2 separate regions of the Drosophila melanogaster genome follow, and region 1 is linked to region 2. A link is a contact called in public Hi-C data. All regions are on one chromosome and are shown on one strand. The core of a region is the stretch at or near the end of the contact, and the rest is flanking DNA. Distances in the headings are between cores, read along the strand shown. Region 1 overlaps Svil (Supervillin). Region 2 overlaps zormin (zormin,).

What was found. Hi-C and Micro-C count contacts between places; a contact is called where the count stands out from the background.
Region 1: a Hi-C map of the Kc167 cell line shows a contact between it and region 2, with 1.7 times the contacts expected there.

The regions. Positions count from the first base shown.
Region 1 is chr3L:2,406,301-2,411,392 of dm6, forward strand. It overlaps Svil (Supervillin), which reads left to right. Exons shown (of 19, transcript NM_001299990.1): 2 at 1-299. Among named protein-coding and RNA genes, the nearest start is that of CG32299, 18 kb to the left of the region's middle.
Region 2 is chr3L:2,120,893-2,126,020 of dm6, forward strand. It overlaps zormin (zormin,), which reads right to left. Exons shown (of 17, transcript NM_001043113.2): 15 at 4,347-5,128. Among named protein-coding and RNA genes, the nearest start is that of sls, 7.8 kb to the left of the region's middle.

The DNA of each region.
Region 1 (5,092 bases), core at 236-2,735, 290 kb after region 2:
CACACCGCAGAGCACCACCATTAGCACCAATACGATGAGCACGAGCCAGAGCAACACGATCAGTAGCACTACTAATCCGAGTGTGGAGTCCAAGCCATCCGCCCCGTCGGTATCGCCACCACCCCTCCAGTTGACGCCAGTGGGTGATCGGAGGGGCAGGAACCGGGAGCGGGGAGCTTCCTGCTCCTCCACATCCTCACCTTCACAGTACAACTCGAGCGAGGAGCTGGCCGCCATTTTTGGCATCGAGGAGCAACCGAAACAGCAGCGTCGCAGTCGGCAGACGCATAATGCCACAGGTAACGGAGATGATCCCGCCACCACTGAGGCCCCGAGTTCGCCTGATTCCGATTCCGCCAACGCCAATGATACTGCCAATGCCAATGCCAATACTACTAATCCCGCCCAGCTCGATTCAGCTAATTGCGCTACTAATCCCGTTATGAATGTTCAACTTGATGTTACTACTAGCACCTCCACCTCAGCCTCAACCACCCATCCAACCTCTAACGATAATGCTAGCACTTGTAGTAGCCATAGTTATAAGCTAGAGACGATTCCGGAGCAGGATCACGAGGAGGTGGAGTCCACGCTAAAGTTGTCGCCGAACTTCAATAGGATTTATGCCAGCAAGATTCGCATAGTAATGGATCGCAATGAAGAGGCAAGTCTCCTGCCGGAAGGAGCAGCTAATGTTGCTTTAACTCAATTCGATTCTTTGAGTTCTCTGGAAGAGACCTCGTCCAATCCGGACTCTGGGAATGTTAGTCTCACGGATTATCCCCTGGCTAACCATGCGAATTCCTCCCTGGAACTGCAGACCGCTTACAATAGTCGATTTCAAGTGAGGGAGCATTACGTATCCGAGGTTTCCATTAGTGCTTCGGAATCAACGGATGAGGAGCAGACGGACACGGAGTGCTTAAGAGATGCTGATCGTTTGAACACAGAAGACTTTCCACCTTTACCCACAGAAGAAGAGCTAGAGGAGAGTCTACGGGAAGAAATAGAACTTAACGATAGTCTTAGTGGGGGCACTTTAAATATTGCTAGAGAGAGTAGCGGAGAATTGGTATCTGTAGTTCAAGAATTGAACCTGAATGAAACTGTTAGTCTGAGTCAAGAGGTTTACAATGTAACCACTGAGGCGCTGCAACGAATAGCGACAGATGAAATAGATGGCTTAAGTTCCGCTATAATTGAGGTTAACGAAAGCTTACTTAACGAATCTGCATTTGATGAGATGCACTTTAAACTAGACGAAACGGAACTGGACGAATCGGAAATCATAGACAGAATGCTTGAGGCTTCATTTGACGAGTTAGACGAATTAGAACTTGAGAACACAGAACTTGACGAAAGTCGACTTGACGACGAACAAAAGAGCGAATGCCAATTTAACGAAACCTATAACGAGTTGGACAGCATAGATCTTGATGCCACAGAACTTAACGCCACTGGACTTAACGAAATTTCATATGACCAGCTGGAGGAACTAGAACTTGACGATAGCGACTCCGTAATGCCGTTCACACGGCGCAAGAGCATCGTTTACGAAACGCCACAACTTAACCTGAGCATTTCCGAACTAAAAGTGAATTACGAAACGCAAGTGGAGCCAGTAATTAAATCAGAGTCACTCAACGAAGCCATTAAATCGATGAACAACGACGATGAAGGCGACGAGGAGATGCAGGCAGGCAGTGAAGAGAAGGTAGATGAAGAGGAAAACAGTGTAACTGAGACCCAGACACATCGTCGTCGGTGCAAAGGACTTCCGGCGAATCCCGCTAATGATGATGAACGGCCGTCCACCAGCTGCAAGGCTCTTTCCGTTTTTGGCGAGGTGCGAACTGTGGCACCACAGGCGGCGGCGGCAGAGGCAGCTGCAGCAGTTGGTGGTGCAACGCGGGGCGGTTGGACTACACTCGAGCACGTATTTGTCGCCTGCACTGTGGGCCTGATTACACCGAACGATTTGCTCACTTTGTGCCTGATCGTAATTGGTGTGATTATCATTATTGCAATTGCTCTCACCTGAGTGCGCCGTTTATGGCCCGACTGTTGTTGCTGTTATATTGTTTGTTGTAATTATGGTTGAAACTGGAAAGAGAGAAAATTATGATTTTTTATAAATTAGCCACAAAGTGCACTTAAAATTTCCACTTACAGTAATTAGTCTAGGTTATATACAATTGTGTACATTTATGTTTAAACTAGCTTTTATTTCGCAGAACCAAAAGTATTCTCAACTTTTATGCTAAGTGCAATTTACATATACTATACGAATCGAAAGTTATGCATATTATATTTTTTTTAAAACCCACTGTGCAATTGCAAACGAAAATTATACCATTCATCAATGCTATCTAACCGTGGTAAAAACAAATTAGTTCTTTAACACAGTTTCCTCGTTTTCCTTCTTAATTAATTGTTAATTTGACTGCAACTTGTGCCAATGATTTTTATACGTTTACTTAATAATGCTCTATTAATTATTCAATTAAATACTTAATCCACCATATGTACTCTCCAAAATAATGTTAAGCACATGAACGAGAAATTCGAAAATAATTTACCAATGAACTAAGACAAATGAAATTTACCATCTACTAATGATAACATATTTTCTAAAATCTCTTTGTATATTTTCAGCTCAAAATTTAATAGTTTAAGTTTGACAGCGAACCATTTCTTACGTAGCATTCATTATTTCGCTATAATTTAAATGTTTATATAATTTACCAGACAAATGGAAGCAGGAGCCATGAAGCAAATGCAAAATATTAATAAAATGTTATTTAAAAAAACAATCTACGATTCTGACAACTTTTTGTTTTAGTTTCCATTACTGCGTTGCTAATGCTTTTGATTTATTTATATTTGTGTGTAGTTTGAGTTTCCTATTCCTGCCCCATTTAATTTTTCATGATTGACTAACACATTTCGTAATAAAAAATCAAAATTCGCCAATCGTAAGGAATATGTTATTTAAATGTTGTTGCCGCCGCTAAAATGGATTATCGCTAATATATTATTGCAAATTTGCTCAAATATTTTTACAGAATTTTCAGATGTTACTTTAAGTTCAATCAAAATCATTTACTTTCAGAGAAGCGTTAATTATTTGAAAGAAAAGCTGTTTCTGTTGGCTTGTGTCTTTGCTAGTTGTTTGTGCTTTTTCAGAGATAGGTGGCGCTTTACAAAATGTAGAATCCCGTGTTAAATTTTTGTAGAAGAGTACGTCAAATAAGTGTGGGATACTAAATACTTTTGAGCTAAATAAATAAATTGCACCAGGGATTAATGTGGAGTATAAAGTTACAATATTAAAGTTAAATTAGTGGGCAATCACAGAAAGAATTTTTTATTATTTTAGGAATTTTCAAAAGCACAGCCCTAATTCTTTCTGAAAACTTTTCATGAACGAAATACCTAATTTTAAATAGAAATGCAAACCAGACAGAGTGAATAAAAAACTTTTTAGTGGGCAAAGTAGAAACCAAAAAACTTGCCTAGCTCAAACTTAGTTGCAAGTGTAAAAACAAATAAAAAAGTTAGGCATGTTGGGAAAAAATTTGGACGTATAGATAAATGTGTATGAAATTCTGTTTACAATTTGTCTGTCTCGTGGGTTCAGAGCCTAAGCCCCATTCAAAATAGAAAAGTTAGAGCTTAAAGCCGAAAGTCTTCTCACGGCAATAGGAGCAACAAAAAGGGAAAGTCGTGGCCGCATAATGAAACCAATTCAAGGAGCTGCTCAAACTTTTCTTGTGGCCCTCCATCGGTTCGTGATGTTGTGGCGTAAAAAGGACATTAAACTGCATGACCTGAGTTTGCTTTGGCATCTTATTGTTGTGTTCTATGGCTTTTGTATTTGGGTCCTTTTTTTTCATAATTATGTTTGGCCTTTTTTGCCTAATGAGGTGTATGATTTCGTCGGGTAATTTAAGCTAGGTCGGGAGTCGCAGGGTATAGAGGCCCATGGGATGTACATATTTCTTTTTAAAACTCTGCTATCGATCCGTTTGTCGTTGTGGGATTCGAGCCATGATTTATGTCGTCAATCTCTGTGGATTCTTGGGTAATTGAAAATTGAAAATTGGCCAACGGAAGTGTTCGCCTCGACTTAAAGCAGTCACAACAATAAGGTTTTCAGCTAAGAAAAATTCTCCACAAAGAGTTCATTTACCTTAGAAGCCGAGCATTGCTCTCGTTATACAAACACACAGAAAATCACTGGCACACCAGGCTAAATAGCAATAAAAATGTCACCCGGCTCTAATTTGTTTTTTGTCTACGCCGGGACTCGGTTGGCAGGCAGCTCAGCTCCAAGGACCTCAAAATGTGGTTAAGTAAAGGAGGGCTGTGCCATAAATAAACCAACCACATGGGCGTGCGAGTGTGTATGTCCTGGAGTTCCTTTTCTGCATGTTTGCCTCCTTCTATCGTTGAAATAATCATAACTCACTTAACCCCATTAAATGTGCCTGGTAAGCCCAGCGGGCGTATGAGCGATATTCGCTTGAATGAAACCCCCCGCGCCAGGGGGCGTGTCCAAGTGGGCGTCGAAGCGGAGGCGGCAAACGCTTCATTGACAACCTTTGTGCACGATAATTACTATCAGGCAAGACAGGCGTTCCCCTTTTTAGCGTTACTCATACGCCGCGTGGTACACCGCAACATTCGTAATCATGTGTGTAAAAGTACAGAGAAACAAATTGATTATCAAAACGCTCAAAATACTTAAATGAATGCAAAACAACGATAAAATCTAAAATCTTCGAATCAGTTTCATCCTTTTCTATATATTTATTATGTAGATAAATACCACTGGAATTACCAATTTTGATGACAATTTTTCCCGCAGTGCTTGAATATTTTGTGGTCTCGATTGCCAGTCGACTCGAGGCTTGTGGTCAAGTGTGGGTTGTGTTTGTTTCGTCGCTTCTGTTGCGCAGATTGTTGTGGTTGCTCTTCGAGGCTCCCCTTTCGTCCCCTTTTTGCCCATCGCCCACCCAAAGTGATCAAATGGGGCACGCCAGAAAATTTTACAGTCGGGAACTTCGACAAACATAATTTTAGACTAAGG
Region 2 (5,128 bases), core at 374-2,873:
AAAAATATATACTAAACAGCCGGACACGGCCCGAATATTTCAGTTTCGCATTGAAGAACGCCACACGCGAGATGTTTTTCATATTTTCGCTTCGAATTTTATTTTGACATAGTTTCATAATATATGCACATACATACATCTGACAGCGTTTTATCGGTGCGGTAAGCAATTTTCTGAATCATTAAGGTGCAATATCTGGCCATATGTTCGCATTCAAAATCCGATCTCATCGAAATTACCGCGCCATTATATTTTCGTAAAAGATGCACTAAGAACTGGCCATGATGATGCTGCAAATGACTCAATGAGTGCCTGCATTTGGCCTCTGAGTAGGATCTAATTTGTTTCTTGGACCGCTGCCTAATGACTCGAACACTCTGGCCAGGCACTAAGCACACAATTAGAATTGGCAGATTGGCAGGCGAGGAGGAGGAGGAGGAGGAGGAGGACCTTGAACCCCCCAAAACACCCAGTCAGCCAGAGACCACCCACCCACCAGCCACTGGCGACTAATCAACGGCAGAAACGGCAGAAGTGTGTCATATGCCCCAAAGTGAGTGGCAAAGTCAGGCTCTGTGTTGGTGTCCATCTAGTTTTGGCTATGATATGATAAGATAGTTGGTTTTCCCAAGAAAATTAATTTAAGAATTATGTTTCATTGAACCCAAGGATCATTGAACCCAAGGACATAGTTTCAATATTATTTGCATAATTAACAAAAAAGCATTAAATCCTATTTGCCCTGGCTACTTTCTGCCATGTTGCACTAGTTGGCAACACTGCCGGTGATTTGTGTTTGGTGTCAGTGTCAAGGACTCGCAAAGGCCTACATATACTGGGCCCATGTGTACTCAATTACCTTGACAGCCGAGAGTGTTTATGTCTGGCCTGTCCGAGTTTCAGCGATGCCCCTTTTGTTTCGTTGAATATTTCGCATTTCGCGCGTTTTACTCGCCAGTGATTTTCTTGGCAAGCGATCGCGACAAAAAAGAAAATGCCGAGAAAATTAGATAAATAAACATTTGCCGAAAGGCAAATAAATCATCTGCGAGCAGCAAAAGCGAAACGTTCGGACTGTCAGCCGCCCACTCAAAATATTTTATTCCACACATATCCAAACATTTGTTCAGATGATGCCTTTCAAATTTTTTTTTAATCACTTTCTGACCCGATTTTAAATGTAGTTTTTTGGCCTAGTTAAAACATTTATATGGCAATGAGTAATGAAAAGCAAATGACTGAAATTAATTGATGGACTAAGAGCTTAACATGATAAATGGGACTTTAAAATTCTGTAATTCATTTAGAAATCTAATTTGAAAAGTTCTTTGCTATATAAAGTGAAAATTAATCTTGAAAAGAGATCAAAGCAAAACAAAATTAATGTCAAAATCAATCTGGTGAATTAAAAGATCTAAGGGATCGATTAAAATAAAAATACACTATATAGTGTAATTAATCTTATTTGGCTTTAAGTTTTAATTTTCGAAATGGTGGCTAATGTGCTATATTTTTTAAAATTGTATCCTACTTTTTTAATATTCTAATATCCACGATATTGGCGCCATCTAACGTCTTAAGATTTCGAAAGCTTTTTCGAATATGCGTACCCAGCTTTTTCGAAAATTATGGTTCGATCCCAAATGTAGAGAGCGCCACCATTGAGCTTTTCACGATCAGCTGAGTAAGGAAAAGCAGGAAAAATCCCATGAAAAACGTTCCTTTTCGTTTAAATATTTGTTTATTTCATTTTCGACAAAAACACAAGTAATACTATATTCCTTTGTTGTATGCATGTATAATGGGTTGTTTTGGGCGACATTTTGTAAGTCCATCATCAGCCCACAAGACGAATAAGTGACGCGGGGGCGCAATAAATACATACACACAATAAGGCGAAACTTTGGCATTGAACAAATCATAAAGCAAATAATAATAATAATAATAGTTGCATTTAAACAAGTTTAGTATCTAAAGCCGCGGTTTGTGCTCGAAACGGTCAAATTTCCGCTGGTGGTGGCCGCTCCCAGAGGATTGATGGCGGTGCAGGCGTAGCTGCCGTTGTCATCTGCCGGATTCCGAGCCATTCCAGAGGATGCCAACCATTCATTCAGGAGGAAGCGAGGAATAGAGAAGGTAGAACGATTAATGAGCTGGCCCGATTTGATTGTACACAGAACGAAATTGTGTAGAACTCTAGCGTTGGGGAAATTGCACATGAAATGTATCTCAATCTATCAGTATCTCAAGGATTGCACTTTCAGCTAACTTTATAATGATAGTAGCTTCATATAACAAAAGCACAGCTGGTTCACAGTTAGCTGCAGGTCTTAGATACTCCATGTAAATAGTGCCCACAATTTGGTTCTGTGCACCTTTGGCTGACCAGCTTGTCCGCCGTACTCACCCGGATAGGCCTGCGGCAGGGTTAGCCGGCACACGCCGTTCCGGTACTCGATGCAGTGCCTGCTACCCGACTCCAAAAGACCGCCGTTGTGCGTCCAGTTGACCTGCGGCTGCGGATGAGCCTGCACAATGCACTCGAAGCGCGCCGTGCCTCCAACTCCGACCGCGATGTCTTTCAGCGGCTGTCCATTTATCCGCGGCGGAGCGAAGTGCGAGGAATTGGGAGAGAAATTGTGGGGTTTCAGTATTCCCGGTTGGACACGTCGTGGGTCGTGGTGGGTTAATGACTCTGGCTTACCGTTATGAATAATGGCTGCCTTTGTGCCAGCTCATCGCGACTCAGATGCGCATTGACGGGTTCCGTATTGGGCAGCTCCGGCACTGAAGTGTGGGAAAACCATTAGAATCTCTGGCTCAGCGTTTTCAAAGCGCATCCATTAGTGGGATTAGCACGCGGCAAGCACGAAACACAAACACTCCGACGTACGATTCACTTTAAAGTTTAAACACATAAAACGCAAACAAACGCAAATTTCATGCAAAAACAAGGCGGCAAGCTGAATTTCATCGGGTTAGCATGCTTTTTTCGAATTTTGGTGGTTAGAACAACAGGACCTGCCTATTTACACAGGCGATGACATTTTGGGTGTTAATCACAAGGGCACAAAGCCACAATTGCCTTTTTTAAAGGCTCAAAAGATATGAACTATTTTTAATTAATTAGTTTTGATTAACTAGTTTAGTTCATATCTCTGAGCCAGCGACAATCGCGATCACAACATAAACTTGTCCTAGACTAATTGACAACATCGATAGCGGTAAGCCGTTCTGATTGATGGCTTTCATCTGATGACAGCTTTCCGATTTTTGATTGCTTCAGTACCTGTGCGGATCATCTGATCCGGAGGCAACCGAGGTGCCTGGGCATGCAGGCGATCCAGATGGATGTCGAGGCTGTGGCCACTGGGCAGGCTATAGCGCTTGTGGCTGTTGATAGTTCGTGGGGCCATTGGCTTGGTAGTCGACCAGTTCCTGGTCTGACTTCTTCGCTGCACCTCGTTATCTGAACTATATCCTTGAGCGGATCTCTCGTGTTGAACAGGAATCACCAGCTCATTTCCGGGGGGAAGTTTCAATGGATATGGGGAGTGACGTCCATTTTGGATTGGCTTGGCATTGCTATTGCTGCTGCCACTGCTGTTCCACTGGCTACTGACAAACTTGTGACCCTCGCCAGGGAAAAGAATGCCAAATTCATAGCCAAAATCATACTTGAAGTATATCAAACCGGTATTGGGATCGACGCATTTGGTTCCTGATTACAGTTTACAGACAAACATACACGATAGAGTATAACTTGATGGTTGGGAGTTGTTAGGTTTCGATAAAAAAAAAAAGGGAAAATACATTTCCCAAAGTTTATGAACGCGTTATAATGAATGACGAATAAAAGGAAGGATTCCTGGGTGGTGATTAAATTAAGGACAAATTTACAAATAAAAAACTTAAAAGTAAACATAAAAAAGATATGGTACTTGTCTTAAATATATAAATGTAATGATTTTAAAAATTATAAGTATAAGATTTGAGATTAGTTCGGATTCAAAACTAACAAAAAATATACAGGTTAGTAAATGTCTTCTTGTATATAAACTGTTCCATGTAATACTCGAAACTTTATTAATTCATAACGTAAAAAATTATTATTTTATGAAATGTTTGTAATTTGAACCTTGTAAACAATAATAATAATGATCTCAACGTGATAACGGATTAGTAGTGGGTCCGGTATGTCCAACGAATGCAAATTTCTCAATCCAATTTAACCGAATTCTCAATATTCAAATTTCAAATCTCAAATACCAATTCAAATGAGGGGAGCTGCCTCCAAATCTCTACTGCGGATGTGGTCCGGAGATTGAAGTAAAGTGTGGACTCACCGTATTGAGAGACGCGCGACTCATCCCGGAAGGCCTGCGGTTGCTGGCTGCTGCCCTCGCTGGGTGCCCTTTTGAAACCCGGACGGATGCCGTTCGAAGCGGAGCTCCTGATCTCCCTGCTAACATCGTCGACGAACTGATGCGATTTCTGGAGAAAGGTGGAGCCCATGCGACGACCCTGATTCTCTGCCTGCTGTTGCAGGGAACTATAACCATATCGCGGCAGAGTTCCGGCCCTATCGATCTGATCCATGGACTGCTGCTGCTGTTGCTGTTGCTGTTGCCTCATGGTGGTGTTCCTGTTCAAGGATTGAGTACGATTTTGGGTGGTCACTGTACTGCCTCCGCGTTGCTCTTTCCTTAGGGTGTTTATATCCACGTGGATTTTGCTAGGCATCTCGGGACCACGATCGAATTCCATGGGGGACAAGACCCTTTCATAGGTGCGTGGCAGACTGCACGATCTTCCAGCTCCTTGAGGTGGTGCCACTCGCCTGAATCCTTTAGTCATACCATCGCCGTATGGAGACCACAATGGTTGGATGCGAGCTCCATCAATCTCGCTCTCGTAATCACTCTCCCGGAATTCTCCGGGCACAAATTTAGTGGGCGTGGCTGGCGGTGGCAGATGGGATTGCCTCGAAGGCGTACGACTGGTGGCGGGACTGTAGGGGAAGGGTTCCAGGATCTGCTGATCCCTCTGCTCCTGCGGACTATCGAAGTGTATTATCCTCTTGGTCTGTTGCATATTCACCACGCGCTGTGAACTCTCAGTGGACTCG